Regions from separate parts of the Mus musculus genome. Here regions 2, 3 and 4 are each linked to region 1. Evidence: chromatin contacts called from public Hi-C and HiChIP or PLAC-seq data. All regions are on one chromosome and are shown on one strand. Each heading gives the region's core, a stretch centred on a gene start, on an enhancer-like site or on the middle of the called end of the contact. The rest is flanking DNA. Distances are from core to core; before and after follow the strand shown.

Region 1 (4,490 bases), core at 515-3,014:
TGTTTTTGAGACATAATCTTACCTTGTAGACCAGTCCAGCTCCAAATTTTCCATTTTAATAGATTGTATTGGTTTTGCTTCAGATACTTGGGCTTCCTTGTCAGAGTCCAATTGCACCTACCTCCTTCAGGTCCAAGGCAGAAATCACAGATGCTGTAAGAATAGCACACAGATAGCTGAGGGATGTCTGTCTTCCTGGTGCCCAAAGACACACAGAACATATACTAGGCCTCCGCACTCCCCAACCTGCCCTGCCTGACAAATCATGGCTATGTCACAGAACAGAGGGATAGAAGGGTTGGGGCAGGAGTGACGAGAGCTGTCAAGGCCCCCGCTGGAAGCTTCCATGTATCCTCAAGCCCCACACTACCACCAAACAGTTAAGCCCTGGCTGTCAGGGTCCCTGTCCCTGTGGGGAGAGAGAGCCTGATTGTTCCTACTCCTAAGGGTGCTGCCAGGGACCCTGTGGGGCTCCTGCAGGTACAGGGCCTCCTTGGGTGTCATCACGTCAGCTGCAAAGGCAGGAGTGGGGCTCCGTCACAACCTCCCCGACTCACAGCCCTCCCCAGCCCGCGGGTTCCTCTCAGGCTCACCCCATCTGATTAGAAGGCATTTTTCCCTCTGAGGCCCATTTCCAGCTCCCATTCCTTCTTGCTGCCATTCATCACCCCCTGCCCTTCTGCAGTATTTATGGCCACCGTGGGGAGCAGAGAAGCCTTCCCTCAGCTCTTCCCTGGCTAATTAGGGGCTTGAGGAGAGAGCTAACGAGGCTCCCTCCCTGCCAAAATGTGCTTCGCCTTTCTTTTCAGGAAAGGGAGAGATTGCTGGGAAGATTAATTGGCACTGAGCACCAGGCATCCCCACAGTTGCCTTCCAGGCTGTGCCCAGGCCCAGGCTCACAGGCTCTGCTCCACCTGCCTGGTAGGCCAGGCTCAGGGCAGACTCTCACGCAGATCGCAGATCAGGGCATGATTGACGCCCTGTGAACCCTGCACTACCCTTGGCCCAGTTCCTCTGGCCTGTGAGAGCCTTGCAGGTGGAGACCAGTTTCTCAGCCTGAGAGAGAAGAGGATATCTCCACAGAACACCCTGCAGCCAGCTCGAGGCTCCTCACTGCTCTCTCTTTGGGCTTAGGACATCCCCACGGGTGCTGACAGCTGTGTGACAAGTCTGTCTTGTGATTCGCACCGTTCGCTCATTGTGGCTGGCCTGGGTGATGGCTCGATCCGTGTCTACGACAGGAGGATGGCACTCAGTGAATGGTAACTGTCACATCTCCCCTCTCCTTAGCACTATTCAAGCTCCTTCCAGATGGCAGAGGCCACCCCACTGCCAGTAATAAGTCCAGATTGCTCAGTGAGCATGAAGTGTCTTCGGCAGTGCACAGTGGACCTCTGATACCAGACAAGAAGATGGCACCCAGGGCTAGAGAGAAGGCTCAGTGGGGTCAACCTTCACCTTTCACTGTCTGGCTGCTTCAAGTTGACCCCACAGACAGAAACAGTGACCTCACTAAACTGCTGACTAAGGCAGGACCAGGTCTTCCTCATCTCAAAATGGCACCCAGGCTTCAAGACCCTAACTGGGTAAACAGAGGAGAGAGAAATGAGGGGGTGGCCTAGGACAGCCTCGCTAGCCCCTCCTCCTTCTGGGTGTCCTCTTGAGGCTCCGCCCAAGGGCAGGGCTGCCAGCTCCAGTTCAGCCCACTCCTCCTAGCCCTACCTGCAGTTCCCTCCTGCAGAGCAGTTGGGGAGAGGAACTGGGCTGGGCCAGTCCTGACCACACCTTCCTCCTTAGCCGGGTCATGACTTACCGAGAGCACACAGCGTGGGTGGTAAAGGCCTACCTGCAGAAGCACCCTGAGGGCCACATCGTGAGTGTGAGGTAAGGAGCAAAATATGCATGAGACATTTGCTGTGAAAACATTATTCTCCCTCCATTTAAATATGTTCTTGGTGTTTAAATAGCTAGGGACTGTTGGCATTTCAGGGCAGTAACTGACAGTAACTCCGTGACTGGCCTGAAAGGTCAGAGGGCAGAGCAAGAGTCGGGGTGGAGGTGGCAGGTAGGCTGGGCTGAAGGAGGAGATGCACAGATAGGCGTGTCCCTCACAGGAGCAGCAAAGCAGAATGCACCAGGTGGGTGGCACCTCCCTAGCAAGTCACCTCAGTGCCAGCCAGCCTGTGCACGTAAACTCGGGCCCACTGCTCAGTAAATACTGTGCTGAGAGCAGTGGATCTTTATCTGCTGTTAAAGAGACAGCAAAGCATAATTCACTGTCACAAAGCCACCACTTCTTCAGAGAGATTTCCTTCCCCCCTTGTCTGTGGCATAAAGCAAAGCATAATTCTTGGAGTGGACATTGAAGCAGAAGGCTATAAGCACAGGCGAGGGATCCCTCAGCCATCTTCTGCCTCTGACAACTCTGTTCCTGGCCTTTCTTGTAATCTCTTCTCTGACCCTGCTGTGTCCCCCTTTGTGTGAGCATGCTATCTCCCTTTAGTCAATCCTAGCCTTTTCTGGCTTGAGAGGGGCAGCTTGATGGGAACCCTGGCTGCCAAGACCAGTGGGGTGGTTCGACGTGGGGATCTGTGCTCCACCTGACTTGGAGGGGTCCTGGGAGTCTACATGGCTTTGGCCTTACCAGCATGTGCAAGTGGGCATTGAAACTTCTCATGGCCAGTTATGCCATCCTTCAGAGCCAGGTTCCTCCCCCTCAGGGCTCCAGATAGTATCCCTAAGGTTGCCACCAGCAAGCATCACCCTGGTCCTTTCTCACAGTGTCAATGGAGATGTGCGCTTCTTCGACCCTCGGATGCCCGAGTCTGTGAATGTAATGCAGATTGTGAAGGGGCTGACAGCCCTGGACATCCACCCCCAGGCAAACCTGATCGCCTGGTAGGTACCCTGCCTGCCTCCCTCCATGCAGCCCCCTGTTTCTAAGCAGAAGGCCCTTTCAGAGTGTACAGCCTTTGTCTCTGTCCTCCACAGGACCTTTGAAAGAACAGTTTAGAGGGTGTAACTGTACTACCATGAAATAAAAACAAAAGATGTCTCCCCTGCCTTATCCAGCTTTGAGAACAAAGACCTGCCCCCTGGCATCTCTGGGGACAGGCCTGGTTCTTCCTGACAGTAACAGATGCGCAGCCACTTCCTGCCTCAGGGTGACACAGAGATGGACCTCCTAGCCTGTGTCCCCACTTGCTATAACTCTCAGCCTGCTCCTTGGACTGTCTTTCTCTTGCACCACAGGGAGACAGAAACTAATATCCTGACCATCTTTCCCTCCCTGCCACAGTGGCTCCATGAACCAGTTCACAGCCATCTACAACGGAAATGGAGAGCTGATCAACAACATCAAATACTATGATGGCTTCATGGGCCAGCGAGTCGGGGCCATCAGCTGCCTGGCTTTCCACCCACACTGGGTCTGTACCTTCACTCCTGGGTTTCTGGGAAGGGCAGAGGGGTTGGTGGGGGCAGCAAGGAGAGAAGTAACCCGGCAAGCCTGATCTCCTCCCTGACTCTAAGGATATAAAGAACTAAGATCTGTTAGGCCTGGGGTGTCCAGGAAAGCACTGCCCTGCCCCCTAGAAACCAGCCCAGTTCTTTTTTTTTGTTGTTTTTTTTTTGTTTGTTTGTTTTTGTTGTTTTTTTTTTTTTTCTTCGAGACAGGGTTTCTCTGTGTAGTCCTGGCTGTCCTGGAACTCACTCTGTAGACCAGGCTGGCCTCGAACTCAGAAATCCACCTGCCTCTGCCTCCCAAGTGCTAGGATTAAAGGCGTGCGCCACCACGCCCGGCTCCAAGCCCAGTTCTTAATGCTCAGGTAAAATAGATAACACAACAGCTAGTGTCCTCTGGTTTGGGGAGCAATAGAAATGTGTCATGAGCACGTGTGTCTATAACTGTAGTCACTCTACAGAGTGTTGTGTCGGTTAGGGTTTTGCAGAGTGGGCTCCAGAGGCGCCTGTGTGTATCACTGTTGAAGTGCACAGCATCAGATTCCCAGAACCATCCCAGGGGAGCAATCCTAAAACGAAGCTGCAGGGAATTGTGGGTAGTATGCAAATCACCTGTAATGGAATTTGAATGATACATTATTCCTGCTAGACTCTGGCAGTTAACGACCCTCATTGCTGTGCCTGTGCAGTCAGAGGTGTTACTGTGGTATGTCCTCACCCCCACTAGAGCTCAGCACAGAGTACAAGCAGCCTGCACCCTTCCTCTACCCCAGCGGTGCCGCCTGCCGCATCACAGGCCCTGCTCACGTGCTCTCTGTCTCTCCACACAGCCTCATCTGGCCGTAGGAAGCAATGACTACTACATTTCCGTGTATTCGGTGGAGAAGCGTGTCAGATAGCGGCACCTAGGACCACTGCCAGGCCGCAGCCACCTCTGCTGTACATAGTGAGCCAGCCTGCACTGCTCGGATGCAGTGCCCACCTACCCACCCACCTGCAAACCCCGGCTCCTGACTTGGCCGTGGCCA
Region 2 (4,490 bases), core at 809-3,308, 480 kb before region 1:
TGGGAGGTGGCCAGCGGCACAGTGGAGAGTAGCATTATGGAGGAAGTCCCACGACCCCTGCCATGATGCCCAGGGTACCATCTGCAGCTGCTGTCTTTCCCAGAACTTTAGGAATAACAGCGGCATGTTGTGCTGTGGGGCATCATGGTGAACCTTGGCCTCTGGGGTGGTGGCTTTGGTGGAGTCTTGGGTAGAAACGTGTACAGGGGTCAGGACTATGACCAGCTTACAGTGTGTGGTGACATCCAGTGGTGGTGGTGTGGGGCTAAGAACCAAGACAGTTGTTGGATTGGATCCTGATGCAGGCTGACCACAGCGACAGGGATGAGCAGTCACCCTGGGCTCTTGGGTCTCAGTTTCTGCCAACTGAATCCACACAAAGCTTGCCGCTCCATCCAGTTCTGCCCCTGATATGGTACAGGATGAAGCAGAGAGCCCCTCATGGTCTGGAAGGAATCATCCAGTCTTCAGGGGTACCTTGACTTTCGTTTCCCACAAAGCATTGCAACCCTTTAGATCAGAGCCTGCTGTCCTGACTGCTGCCGTCTCACCGTGCCGTGTGTTGCCTTTCCCCAGGAGCCAGCCCCTCCAGTTCATGCAGAGTAAGATGGCCCTGCTGCGCGTGGATGAGTACCTCTTCCGCTCCTGGCTCAGCGTGGTCCCTCTTGAAAGCTTATCTTCCTACTTGGAGAACTCCATAGACTACCTGAGTGATGTGCCCGTGAGGGTCCTGGACTGTTTGCAAGGGATTTCATACCGTCTTCCAGGGCTAAGGAAGATCTCAAACCAGAACATGAAGAAGGTGTGTTGTGGGGACAGGTTAGCAAGTGCTGGCTTAGGAAGAACAGGTTAACTGCCACAGGGCGGGGAGCACTCAGTGTTAGAGCAAAAGCCCGAGTCTCATCCTCAGCACCACAAGCCCAAGGAAAGAGAGGTGAGTGAGGGAGGAGTGAAAACACACACACACACACACACACACACACGAGAGGGGTGGGGTGGGGGTGGTGGTGGCGTGTAGATTTAGTCAGATGTAATGACGTTGGTTCTGCTAGGTGTGGTGATGTTTCCTGTGGGCAAAGGCTAGTTTGCCTGAGTTTATCAATAGCTTTTTCAACTTCTATCTTAATTTCTTTAAACAGCTGTGCTTGGTGGAACTCTAAGGCAGGGTGGGTGTGACCTGAGACACACAGAGAACATGGATCTATCAGGCTGGGTGATGGTCCATTTGGTAAAGTGCCTGCCTGCCACACAAGCTTGAGGATCTGAATGAATGGAACCACACTGACTCCCAGCACACTGTGGCCTGCACTTACAGGGGCCAGATCCTTGCTTACTGTCCAGCCACTTAACTGGTGATTTCCAAGCCAATGAGAGATGCTGTCTCAGAAGCAAATGGATGGCTTCTGAGCAAACACAGTCTACTACACACGTGTGAAAACACACACACACACACACACACACACACACACACACACACACACACACACACACACACAGGTATGCTCAGAAGACAGAAAGCCTTGTGATTTTGTATTGTGACTTTACTAATGTGAGGCAGAAGCGTAGCTGTTTGGAATCAGTGCTCTGTGTGTCCAGAGGCCTTTCTTTTCTTGGCTCAATCTCCACAAACACAGCCACGTCAAGATTACATCCTCCCTTCTCTTCACTGTCTTAGGATGTCGAGAACGTCTTTAAAATGCTGATGCACCTTGTGGACATTTATCAGCACAGGTAAGTAGAGAGGCCAAAGGCAGCTTTGTTTTCCACACAGCTCTGGGAGGAATGGTGGCTGTCCCTGCTGGCCACAGCTTCCTGCACACATGCTGCCTCACTGGGGAGATTGCAAACCAACACCACGCTTTCCAAGCCATGAAGCGCTGTGTGTCCAGCTCTGGCTGATCAAGGTTTGCCCCTGCTCCATTTGCTGTGTGTCCCTTCACGGTACTTCCCGAGTCCTGGCTTCCATCTGGAGGCAATCAGGCGTTTGGAGAAGTCAAACGTGATCGTATGACTTCCTGTTCCCCTGGCTCTGACCAGGAGCCGAGCACAGGCAGTTGGAGGAAGGGTGAGTTCTCTCTCACTGTTTGAGGGCTACAGTCCACACCGGTGGGGAAGCCCTGTCAGGGGAGCAGGAAGCAGGTCTCGAGCTGCATCTGAAGTCAGGAAGTGGGGAGAGACCAGTGCTGATGGTCAGATCTTTTTCTGCCTTGACTTCAGCCTGCAGCTGCCATGAGTTGGAGTCACAGACATTTGTTCTGTGGGGACCCAGACTTTAAGTCCTCCGATAGTACAGCAAGTGCTTTTGACTACTGAGCCCTTTCTCCAGCCTCCACCCCCTTTTTCTTTTGCAAACTGAGGATTGAAACCCAGCATGTCAGGCATGCTGAGTAGTTAAACCCCTGCTTGCCCCGTGTGCAAACACACTCAGTAAACACGAACCAGCACGTGTAGGCCAGGAGACACCCCACACAGAGGACCCGCTCTTTTTAATTTAACCTTTTTCTTCCCCTCTTCGCTATTCTCATTTCTCACCTATTTCAATGATTTCTCTGTACTTTTTTTGGGTAGGATCTTTGGGGAGAACCTGCTACAGATCTACTTGACTGAGTGTTTGACCCTCCATGAAACTGTCTGCAACATCACAGCTAACCACCAGTTCTTTGAGATTCCTGCCCTGTCTGCTGAGCTTATCTGTAAACTGCTTGAGCTCAGTCCTCCAGGGGTGAGTGGGACTTGTTCGTCTGACACTGTATTGGAGGCGTAGGCTTCCGGTAACCTCAATTTGAAAGGGAATCCGAGCTGATTCAGCCATGAGGGAGTTGACTGAGGCTCTCTGTTCCAGCTGAGCTCTCTCTGGGCTGGAGGCAGTTCTGGGGCTTGGGTTGGAGGGAGGGAGGGAGGTGGTAGGCCAGGCTTCTGATGTCCAAGGGCAAGCTAAAGAGCAGAACCCCACTGTTAACTGGGTACTTCTTTCCCACTGTTGACAGAACACACTGGGGACCATCCTACCCTGAGCACAGGTCCACTCCTTGTTTTCCCCTTGGGAACTTTAAGTTAAACTGAAGAGCAAAATTGGTGTCCCTAGAGGTGGCCCAGTACACCTGCACCTTCACCAGCTTGCAGTCCTTTGTGCTTGCCGGAGAGAGCTGCATTCCGTGGCTGCCTCGTCAGATCTTCCTACCTCTCTTTGAACTTGATTTTTTTTTTTTTTTTTTTTTTTGGTTTTTTGAGACAGGGTTTCTCTGTGTAGCCCTGGCTGTTCTGGAACTCACTCTGTAGACTAGGCTGGCCTCGAACTCAGAAGTCCACCTGCCTCTGCTGGGCGCCACCACGCCCGGCTTCTGAACTTGATTCTTCTTGTCACCTTCAGTTGCCTTGTGCAGCTGAGATAGTGTTCTCTCATTGTTGTGGGTCACTCCCCCACCTGAGTCTGTGCGCCTCCATTTGGAAATGCTAGCGGACTTTTTCACTGTCTTTTCACTGACTTTCTTCACAAACACAACTCTGACTTTATCGATGGGAGATAGATAGTTAAATGTATATTTTAATGTTATTCCTTTTAGTTTTTCTTTACAAAATTTATACTGCGTGTATGTATGCATGTATGTGCATTTGCATGTGCACGCATGAGTGTATGTGAGAAAGACCCAGACAGAGACAGAGACACAGAGCCCACACCATGGTCTGGGTCTGGAAGTCAGGACTACTTGTAAGAGTCAATTTTCTCCTTCCATCCTATGGGTTCTGGGGATCAGACTCAGGTCTTCTGGATCGATGGTGACTATAGATTTTGTAATCCCTCTCTTGTGTCTACAGCATACTGACGAGGGGCTGCCCGAAAAATCTTACGAAGACTTGGTGACAAGCACCCTTCAGGAGGCCCTGGCCACCACGAGAAACTGGCTGCGCAGCTTGTTTAAAAGTCGCATGCTCTCCATTAGCTCAGCCTATGTCCGACTTACCTATTCTGAAGAGATGGCGGTAAGCCTTCCCGGGAGCTACAAAGCTGCCAAAGGCATATAGGTGTGGACATAGGGGACTGGGGACCATCCCTACTGATCAAGGGCTGTGATCATGGCCTGAACTCTAGCCAGGGAGTTCCTTCTGTAAAGAAGGGACCTTGACAACCCATGGCCTGATGGGAAGTGATGCTGGGCCTGGCTGGTCCCTTTGCTGTGAGGTGATGGAGATACAGTGTCAGGAATGCTGCTTACAGCTGGGGATGTGGGAGGCCATGTTGGAGCTGTAAGCTAGGTGTGTGACATGGAAATGGATGGCAGAGGGTAGAAAGGAAGTTCTTCTGTGGGGAAATAGTCAGATGTGCCCGCAGAAAGGCTGAGAGGCTACGGTCCTGCAGAGATGGGCTTGGGTTTGGGCACTTGCTGGGTTCATCACCCGGAAGTGTTCCAGAAGCACATGGTGCCTGCGGCTAATATGACAGTCACAGGTATGAAAGGCTCATCCCGAGCTGGCAAAAGGAAACGTGCAGA
Region 3 (4,490 bases), core at 867-3,366, 460 kb before region 1:
TTTGCAGAGGACCCAGGTTTGGTTCCCAGCACCCACATGGTGGCTCACAACCTTGCATTACTCCAGTTCCAGGGGATACAACACCCTCTTCTGGCCTCTCATGTCACCAGGCACACACATGATGCACATGCATATATAAACCAGGCACACACATGCACATGCATATGTAAGGCAAATGCTCATGCACACAAAATGAAATAAGTCGGGTATGGTGGCACACACTTTTTAATGTGGCAGAGGCAGGAAGATCTGTTTGAAAACAGGCTGGCTTCTAACTCACAAAGATTGTCCTGCCTCTATCTCCCAAGTGCTAGGATTAAAGTTGGATGTCTTGCTCAAAGTAAGAAATTTTCAAAAAGAAGAAGAAACAGCAAAGCTTGAGGCTCCCTAATGCTCGTTCTGTTATTTCTCTCTTGTGGTGAGCTGTGCAGTGCATATGTGGCTGTTTCTCTCTCATCACTAATAAACCCAGATGCTCTAACGCCCTGCACCTGCCATCTAGGGCTTCTGGAGCAGTGGGGGAAGCCTGACTGGTGAAGATGCTGCACGACAGAGCCCCAAGGGACACGCCCAAGCACAGACACTGCATGTGTGCTGGGGGTGGGGCATAGACAGACACTTCATGTGTGATGCCAACAGGGTGGGGGTGGGGGGCAGCTGAGTGCCAGTGAGGACATGTCTACTCACTCCAGCCTGTTCTCTGCTTCTGTCCCAATAGAAAGATTCTGCCAGAAATTTGGAGTGGCTGAAGACAGTGAAGGAAAGCCATGGATCTGTGGAGCTCTCATCTCTGTCCCTCGCCACAGCAATCAACAGCAGGGGCGTCTACGTTATTGAGGCACCCAAAGATGGCCAGAAGGTGAGCCTCCCAAAGTCCTGGTGCAGTTTTGTATGGCCCTGTGGTCTTGCTATAAAGTTATGGGACTCTGTGCAGGAACTAACTTATAAATGTGTGCTGCCCCCCAGATTTCCCCAGACACTGTTCTCCGCCTCCTCCTCCCTGATGGCCATGGTTACCCCGAGGCATTGCGCACCTACTCCACAGAGGAACTGAAGGAACTTTTAAATAAGCTGATGCTCATGTCTGGAAAGAAAGACCACAACAGCAATACAGAAGTGGAGAAGTTTTCAGAGGTGAGCAGATAGGTTTGTGCTGCTGCCCACAGGGGCCACTTTGGCGTCAAGCTAGGCCAGTCACTTTTGTTACTGAGCTATGGAAAGGGTCTGTGTAGGCTTTTGGTCAACACAGCTCTGCCATGGGTCTGCAGGATGTAGTACCCCGATTCACAACGCCAGAGACATATCTGAAGTAGGGTAGACCCTATGAGCAGCAGGTCCTCCTCAGGAGCCTCAGGAGGAACTGTGACCAGCTGTGGAGAAGAGATGGCCAACAGATATTCTTAGAAACAATCACCTCACTGCCTCCATACTCCTGTTGAGGTAGGAGGGTCTTGAATTTGAGGCCAGTCTGGAAATACGAGACCATGCCTTTACATACAAACACACACATACCCATACAGTCTTTACATTGACATCCTTTGTCTTTCCCTGGACATGGTGGCACACATCTTTAGTCTCAGCATTTGAGAGGCAGAGGCAGGAGGAATCTTTATAAGTTCAAGGCCAGTCTGGTTCCCTAGTGAATTCTAGGATATCTAGGGATACGTACTGAGACCCTGTCTCAAAAAAAAAAAAAAAAAAAAACAAAAAAAACAAAAAGAGAAAAAGAAAAAGGCAAAAAGGCGATGGGTGCTCCTTGTTAAGCCGATCGAATAACTATGGAGAGGCTGTGGTGTGATGACTATTAGGCAGATTTCTGTGAAAAGTGAGCTAGCCTAAGCCCTTTACCACTCCAAAGGCTTAATAGCAGGCAGGTGTGTGTAGGGTAGTGTGTCTTCCCCACAGGCGTGTGCTTTGGCCTCATGGTTCCCTTTCCCCCAGGTCTTCAGCAACATGCAGCGGCTTGTACATGTCTTCATAAAACTGCACTGCGCGGGCAACATGCTGTTCAGGACTTGGACTGCTAAGGTCTACTGTTGCCCTGACGGGGGCATCTTCATGAACTTTGGCTTGGAGCTGCTGAGCCAGCTGACAGAGAAGGGAGATGTCATACAGCTCCTGGGAGCCCTCTGCAGGCAGATGGAGGACTTCCTAGATAACTGGAAAACAGTGGTCGCCCAGAAGAGAGCTGAACACTTTTACCTCAACTTCTACACAGCTGAGCAGCTGGTCTACCTAAGCAGTGAGCTCAGGAAACCCAGACCTAGTGAAGCTGCCCTCATGATGCTATCCTTCATTAAAGGCAAATGCACTGTCCAGGACCTCGTACAAGCTACCAGTGCCTGTGAAAGCAAGGCTGACAGATACTGCCTGCGGGAGGTTATGAAAAAGTTGCCCCAGCAGCTGCTTTCTGAGCCCAGCCTAATGGGCAAGCTTCAGGTTATTATGATGCAATCCCTCGTGTACATGAGTGCCTTCCTGCCACACTGTCTGGACCTGGATGCCCTGGGTAGATGCCTTGCTCATCTGGCCACGATGGGTGGCACTCCTGTGGAGCGGCCACTCCCCAAAGGCCTGCAGGCTGGCCAGCCTAACCTGATCTTGTGTGGCCACTCGGAGGTGTTGCCAGCTGCACTGGCCATCTACATGCAGGCCCCCAGGCAGCCCCTGCCCACCTTTGATGAGGTGTTGCTCTGCACCCCAGCGACCACAATTGAGGAAGTGGAACTACTCCTGCGGCGCTGCCTCACTTCGGGCTCCCAGGGGCACAAGGTCTACAGCTTGCTGTTTGCAGACCAGCTGAGCTATGAAGTGGGCTGCCAGGCAGAGGAGTTCTTCCAGAGCCTGTGCACACGAGCGCACCGTGAAGACTACCAGTTGGTGATACTCTGTGATGCTGCCCGGGAGCACTGCTATATCCCCTCCACCTTCAGCCAGTACAAAGTGCCCCTGGTGCCCCAGGCCCCGCTCCCGAACATCCAAGCTTACCTGCAGAGCCATTATCAGGTCCCGAAGCGGCTCCTGTCAGCAGCAACTGTATTCAGAGACGGGCTGTGTGTTGGCATCGTGACCTCTGAAAGAGCTGGCGTTGGTAATGAAAGAGGTCCCCTCTCCCAGATACTGCCCACTGACACTTCCTTCTCTAGCAAGGCTGACTCTGATGAAGCCCTTCTTCAGGGGTTTGGCTCTTCCTTAGCTGTAAGCCACTGAGAACTCTGTCCTCTCACAGTTCCTGACCACCTCCTTCAGACTTTGTTGCAGTTTCTTTCCTCTGGGAGTGCTGCTGGCTTCTGGCATCAGTGCTGGTTGTGGTTGAGTGAGAAAAAACCCTGACCATGCTTCAGTTGCTGTTTGTTTCCTTTCATCCTGTCCTCTCTTCCTTGAACAACCCTTTTCTGTTGGGAGAATTTGGTTCCCCACACTCTACCTTTGGCCATCGCTGACTTGCGCCGTCAGTAGTCAGGAAAAGGGCAAAGTTGGTCAGTGGATGGTGGACAGGGAACCTGAAGATCCATGGTTAATGAAGCTGCTAAGAAGTGGCGGTGCACAGCATCTGGCTTGAATCAGAATCGCTTCTAAAATATCTCTATATTCTCTTCTTCTTGGTCTGTAGATTTGGGGCCTAATTTTTGTATGTTCATATTGTAGGAAAGTCTCTCTACGTGAACACACTGCATACAAAACTAAAAGCAAAGCTACGTGACGAGACGGTCCCTTTAAAAATTATTCGATTGACAGAGCCTCATCTAGATGAGAACCAAGTCCTAAGCGCACTGCTGCCGTTCTTGAAGGAGAAATATCAGAAGATGCCGGTTATATTCCACATTGATATCAGCACTTCAGTAAGTGTCCTGGCACCGCCACCCACGAGAGGAAGGCACTGCTCCCCGATTCTGACTGCCTCCCTACGCATGCATCCTGTCAAGGGGCAAACAAGCAGCTCTGTAGGGTGAACAGCAGTGGCTACCGTCCTACTGACAAGCCCCTGTGTTTCCTTCTTTAGGTTCAGACTGGAATTCCCATTTTTCTTTTCAAACTCCTCATTCTGCAGTACCTGATGGATATCAATGGGAAAATATGGCGTCGGAGCCCGGGTCATTTATACCTTGTTGAAATCCCACAAGGGCTCTCGGTACAGCCAAAGAGGTCTTCTAAACTGGTGTGTATCAAGAAAAACACAGAGGTTTGGTGGGGGTTAAGCACTCCTATCCCACACTATTTATTTATTTATTTATTTATTTATGCCAACCCAATGCAAGCTTGAGATATCTGAGAAGGGGGTACCACAATCAAGGAAATCCCTCTATGAGATTGCCTGTAGGCAAGTTTGTAGGGCATTTCCTGGGCCCAGTCCTCATCAGGGGACAGTGTCACTGGTAGGACTGTGGTTCTGGAAGAAAGCAGGCTGAGCAAACCATGGTGAGCTGACCAGTAAGGTGGTGGTCCTTCCTGGCTTCTGCTTTAGTTCCTGCCTCCAGCTTCCTGTCTTG
Region 4 (4,490 bases), core at 879-3,378, 270 kb before region 1:
TTCATGTTGGCTGGCTTCACTTCTCTCCACTGCTTTCAAGAAACTTCCTGTTTTCTCGGGGTGGGTGGGTATTTCTGCCCATTTTACCTATGAACTTAAAGGATTTTTTTTTTTTTTTGAGTCTGTGATTTAGTGCCTTCATCAGTTAAAAACAACCACCACCACCACCCCTCAAAAAAAAAAAAAAAAAAAAAAAAGACAAACCAAAACAACCCTGTCTGGAGCTGTCGCTCACTGGGCAGTGTTTACCTAGCAAGCTTGATGCGCTGGTTGATCCCCTAGCGTGGGAGAACCCTGTGTGGTGGTGGACACCTACAGTCCAGTGTTCAGGGAGCAGGGGCGGGAGGATCATGCTGAACTCCTAGTTAGAGTATACCTCTGTCTGTCTGTGTTGTCCTTTGTCTTTTTGCTCTTTGTTGTGATGTCCCTCCATTTTCTTCTCCCAGTGTCTAAACTGCTGCCTGTTGTTATCTGAATCCCCCCCTCTTAGATTCTAGGTAATTCTCTTATTTATTACTAATTTACTTAAACTAGTAACCATCCTGTTCCAGTCTTTCGGTGTGAGGATGTAGGTGTCCCCAGGCATGTGGAGGTCACATTTGCCTCCATGGCAGTTCCATCCTCTGGCTTTGGGGGCTTCTGCTGCTTCTGCTGGACATCTTCCCGCACTTGTTTATTCCTGTGCTTTGAGACAAAGTCTCACCACTATGTACTTTTCTCTGGCTTCAAACTCACAGAGATCCATCACCTCTGCCTCTCAAGTGCTGGAACTAAAGGCCTGGCCACTACACCCAGCTTGCTGTTTCTTCTTATTCTTTGTTTTTTGTTTTTTTTAATTTATTCATTATGTATACAGTGTTCTGCCTTGCATGTGTGTCTGTAGGCCAGAAGATCTCATTACAGGTGGTTGTGAGCCACCATGTGGTTGCTGGGAATTGAACTTAGGACCTTTGGAAGGACACACAGTGCGTTTAACCTCTGAGCCAGCTCTACAGCCTACTCCTTGTTTTTGTTGTTGTAAATTATTTGTGTGAGTCTGGAGGAGCCTGAGAGGAAGGGTGTCTGTGTTCACGTGGAGTCCCTGTTTGCTTCTACAGGCAGTTTGGGTCACTGTTGTAGTCATTGTTCTATTGCCATGAAGAGACACTGACCAAGGCAACTCAGAGATGCCCTGTCCCTACTTCCTCAGCGCTGGATTACAAGTGCACACACCACACCTGGCTCACTGACCAAGACATCTCTTCTCTTCTTCGTTAGCTGATGTTAACCATTTCCTTCTCAGTCTTCACCTTACCCATTTACATCTGGTTTGGAGGGTACCTCGGAAGTCATGAGATGTTGGCTGCTCAAGGAGGGAGTTGGAGGTCTGAGGGTGAAAGTGATTTGCAAAGGCACAGTGTCCCCCTGAACTCAGCCCAGCTGTCCCTAGAGTGGGCTATTCTGGTGAAACCGGACACCTGCCAGATGTGGTTTCTGGTCAGCAGGATTTTTCAGCTGCTCAGTGCTATTAAGTGACAGGACAGTCTTTATCGGACTCTGTGGGTTCAGAGCTGTGTCTGAGTTGATGTGTTATGAGGGCTCTTGGCATCCAGAAAGATGACAGAGAACCTGCTGCACATGTCAGCAGAAGGCTTTATGTAAGGAATTAGTTTGTCAGGATTTTAGACTGAAAGAAAGGAAAACTTGAGATGTTGGAAGATAACAGCAGGAGGTAGCCACCCCTTCCCCTAGGGCCTGGACAGAAGTTAGAGAAGGGCCTGTCCCACAGGTGGGGACAGAGATTGCTGTTGGCTGAGGTGAGTCCTCACAGAATAAAGGAGCTGGGGACCCAGGAGACAATCTGACAGAAAGGAGTGCATTGTGTTTTTTTTTTTTTTTCCTTCTTTTTTTCTTTTGCCCTCCTGCCTTTTTCTAGGGCACAGGAAGTTCTCTTAGAGAGGAAGCAGGACTTGCCGCAGACTAGTCAGGCTGTGCCTTCACTCAGTCCTTCTGCCTGTACTTGAGCTTCCACGGGCAGCAGCAGTTAGTCTTGTTACTTGTTTCTCCAAGTGTTCATGCACGCACCCTTCCTGGGAGGGAGTGGCACTAGCTAAGGTCAGAGCAGGTTTTCTGCTCTGGCTTCTTAGTCCCCTTCAGGCTGTTGCTTTGATTGCAGAGTCACAGCCCACCTTGGTAGCCATCAAAGGCTCTCTGGACTCTTCCTAGTCTTGTGGCTAGAGATTTGCTACATTGACACCGACCATCTGCCCAAGGGATAGGCGCCCCCCACCCCCCACCCCAAGTCAGGCTCAGACCCTCTCACTTCATGTCCTGCTACATGTCACTCACTGGGAGCTGCCATTCTTTCCAAGGGAGTGTCCTTTTAAAACATGGGAAGGAGTTAAGATATTTCAAAGAGGTTGGTGATTATGTAGCTGAGAAATGTTCAACCTTTTTTACAACCATGTTCTTCCTCAGGCTGTTGGTAGTGAAGTGAATTCAGTCAGGAAGGTTGCAATGACGTTCTACCTGAGCTTCTTAGATTAGCCTTTACTCTGTTAATAATTTTAGTGCCAAAGATTAGGACTGTGGGAGTATGCCCAACAGTGTTGTGTGGAGTCACCGGACACATCTGTGATTGACTGCTCTGTCTGTATTTTAGAGCTGGAACTTGAAAATCATCTCTTGACAGCCATTTGGAAAAGCAGGGCTGGTCACCATGTGTGAGCATGGCCTCCTTACTCCTGGCTCTTTCCTGATTGATCTTAGCTCCATCATCTGGGGGATTTCCTTGGAATCATACATTTTTAACTACAGGGGTAACTGTCATGTATGAAACTCATTTCTACTGTTAGGCAGGCTGTTTCTGGATTTTTCAATAATTTAAATAATTTTATGTGGCTGTCATATAGTTCACTGAGAGCATTTGCCTAGCTTGCCAAAGCCCTGGGCACTGAAAAAGAAAAAAAAAATCAGCAACTTGGGGCTGGAGAGAGAGCTCCACAGTTAACGGCACTGGCTGCTTTTCCAGAGAACCTGGATTTGGTTTCTATCCACCACATGGCCACTTAGAATCATCTGTATGTAACCAGTTCCAGGGGATCCAGTGTCCTTGTCAGTCCGTTGTCATTTCTGTGGGCAAGAATTTGGAAGTGTGCTGATCAAGTTCATTGATGACAAGAAATGGGAAAGTACAGGAACGGAGTGGGCGTGCACACCATGATTAGCATGATTCAGAGTGTGAAGTGGCAGGAAGTAGTGAAGTGTAATGTGTGCTCTAGTCGAAGTCCTGCCTGTAGAGCACTAGTTCTCACCCTGCCTAATGCCGGGGCCCTGTAATACAGCGTCTCTTGTGGTGACCCCTAACCACAGAGTGATTTTTGTTGCTACTTCATAATTGTAATTTGCTACTGTTATGAACGTAGTGTTAGTATCTGTTTTCCGATGGCCTTAGGCAGCCCTTGTGCTGTGGTCATTCAACACCCACTAGGGGATTGGGACTCACAGGGTGAGGATCAGTGTTGTAGATTCCACCCCCTCCCCAGTTCTGTTCCTTTTTCTTCCTTTTTACCTTTGTTCCTTCCTTCTTCCACTTTCTATTTCTCATTATTGTCCAGTTGTGAATAAACACTTAACTGTGTGAAGAGCATGGGGCATACAAAGCTGCGTGTGACACTGCCTCCACGGGTGGACAGAGTGCCTGCTGCACACGCTTTGCTTCTTCTGCACACTCAGCTGTGCACTGAGATGTTTTTTTTTTTTTCTTGATCTTCTCTGTGAGTAGCATCCTCAGAACAGAGCATACACAGGCAGTTTCTAAGAGATCTGGAAGTGGTCCTGTGCCTAGTAGCAGACAGCAGCAGGGAAGGCTCTGAAGGATCTAATGGTGCTCTTCAAGGCTAGACCAGCAGTTTCTGAACTTTAGGAATTAGGAGATGGCTTCTGAGACGACTGTGCAGATCCCTTACTGGGGCAGACTTGGCTGATTTCGAGCCTGTCCCAAGAGATAAGGAGCTTTCTGTGCCAGGCAGAGGATGGCTGACGCAGGGCCCGTGGACGGCAAATGGAGCACATCTAGGGGAGAGCACGGCTGATTCCCAGGGCTGTGGGCTTCGATGGTTGGCTCTTGAATTACCCATGTAGTTTTCTGTGAAACAGGCTGCCATGCTGCCATTGCTGAACACGATTGATGAGAGGTTCTCAGTGTAACCAGGTTGTTCCTGTCACTGAGAATTTAGCTCCTGTGTCCTCACCTGTTTGCTCCAGGTGTATGCTTGGCTCTGGTCATGTGTATCTGATCTTATATATTTACAGTGGACAACAGAAGATGGGTAGTTTAAGTCTGTGTCTCTTTTTAAATTTAGAAAATGAATCAGGACTTTGAATGCATGATGGTACCTGCAGTGTATATCCAGTGTTCTGCCTCTGTCTGCTGGGTACCAGTAGGCTCTGGGTAGGCTCTTATAGCAGACACCTATGAATCCGGTTGCAGTGTTCCTCTGTTAAGCTGG

The links. A called contact is a pair of places that touch in the nucleus more often than the background predicts. HiChIP or PLAC-seq counts read pairs in DNA pulled down with a chosen protein or histone mark.
Region 2: an H3K27ac HiChIP or PLAC-seq map of large pre-B cells shows a contact between it and region 1, with 4 times the contacts expected there. The contact joins two enhancer-like sites. A contact is called at or near these places in 4 of 39 promoter capture datasets (the SN4741 cell line, embryonic stem cells, liver and 1 more), 5 of 15 datasets of contacts at CTCF or cohesin (the NIH/3T3 cell line, embryonic stem cells, large pre-B cells and 2 more), 12 of 484 Hi-C or Micro-C datasets (the G1E-ER4 cell line, bone marrow-derived macrophages, differentiating embryonic stem cells and 3 more), 5 of 115 datasets of contacts at active chromatin or transcription factors (T-cell acute lymphoblastic leukemia, embryonic basal ganglia, embryonic hindbrain and 2 more) and 1 of 9 other capture datasets (embryonic stem cells).
Region 3: a Hi-C map of pro-B cells shows a contact between it and region 1, with 2.3 times the contacts expected there. The contact joins two enhancer-like sites. A contact is called at or near these places in 10 of 39 promoter capture datasets (the 3T3-L1 cell line, the C10 cell line, the SN4741 cell line and 4 more), 5 of 15 datasets of contacts at CTCF or cohesin (the NIH/3T3 cell line, embryonic stem cells, large pre-B cells and 2 more), 14 of 484 Hi-C or Micro-C datasets (the G1E-ER4 cell line, the HPC-7 cell line, bone marrow-derived macrophages and 5 more), 7 of 115 datasets of contacts at active chromatin or transcription factors (T-cell acute lymphoblastic leukemia, embryonic basal ganglia, embryonic hindbrain and 4 more) and 1 of 9 other capture datasets (embryonic stem cells).
Region 4: a Hi-C map of embryonic stem cells shows a contact between it and region 1, with 2.7 times the contacts expected there. The contact joins two enhancer-like sites. A contact is called at or near these places in 5 of 39 promoter capture datasets (the 3T3-L1 cell line, the SN4741 cell line, hippocampal neurons and 2 more), 5 of 15 datasets of contacts at CTCF or cohesin (the NIH/3T3 cell line, embryonic stem cells, large pre-B cells and 1 more), 70 of 484 Hi-C or Micro-C datasets (the AML12 cell line, B cells, the C2C12 cell line and 39 more), 7 of 115 datasets of contacts at active chromatin or transcription factors (bone marrow-derived dendritic cells, differentiating embryonic stem cells, embryonic basal ganglia and 2 more) and 1 of 9 other capture datasets (embryonic stem cells).

The regions. Positions count from the first base shown.
Region 1 is chr11:119,893,122-119,897,611 of GRCm38.p6, forward strand. It overlaps Rptor (regulatory associated protein of MTOR, complex 1), which reads left to right. Exons shown (of 34, transcript NM_028898.3): 30 at 1,135-1,262; 31 at 1,798-1,884; 32 at 2,782-2,898; 33 at 3,299-3,428; 34 at 4,293-4,490. The coding sequence ends at 4,361. Among named protein-coding and RNA genes, the nearest start is that of Chmp6, 18 kb to the right of the region's middle. Within about 2 kb of position 1,765, at least 51 of the 459 cell types and tissues checked have an H3K27ac peak or open chromatin away from gene starts, as enhancers often do. A contact at or near this core is called in embryonic stem cells and pro-B cells, where this site is marked.
Region 2 is chr11:119,417,498-119,421,987 of GRCm38.p6, forward strand. Rnf213 (ring finger protein 213) reads left to right here. Exons shown (of 68, transcript NM_001040005.3): 12 at 577-802; 13 at 1,676-1,731; 14 at 2,569-2,722; 15 at 3,817-3,981. Among named protein-coding and RNA genes, the nearest start is that of Mir1932, 29 kb to the left of the region's middle. Within about 2 kb of position 2,059, at least 56 of the 459 cell types and tissues checked have an H3K27ac peak or open chromatin away from gene starts, as enhancers often do.
Region 3 is chr11:119,433,970-119,438,459 of GRCm38.p6, forward strand. Rnf213 (ring finger protein 213) reads left to right here. Exons shown (of 68, transcript NM_001040005.3): 24 at 719-859; 25 at 967-1,134; 26 at 1,942-3,091; 27 at 3,649-3,842; 28 at 4,004-4,159. Among named protein-coding and RNA genes, the nearest start is that of Mir1932, 46 kb to the left of the region's middle. Within about 2 kb of position 2,117, at least 42 of the 459 cell types and tissues checked have an H3K27ac peak or open chromatin away from gene starts, as enhancers often do. A contact at or near this core is called in pro-B cells, where this site is marked.
Region 4 is chr11:119,620,008-119,624,497 of GRCm38.p6, forward strand. The region is part of intron 1 of Rptor (regulatory associated protein of MTOR, complex 1); the gene reads left to right. Among named protein-coding and RNA genes, the nearest start is that of Rptor, 19 kb to the left of the region's middle. Within about 2 kb of position 2,129, at least 15 of the 459 cell types and tissues checked have an H3K27ac peak or open chromatin away from gene starts, as enhancers often do. A contact at or near this core is called in embryonic stem cells, where this site is marked.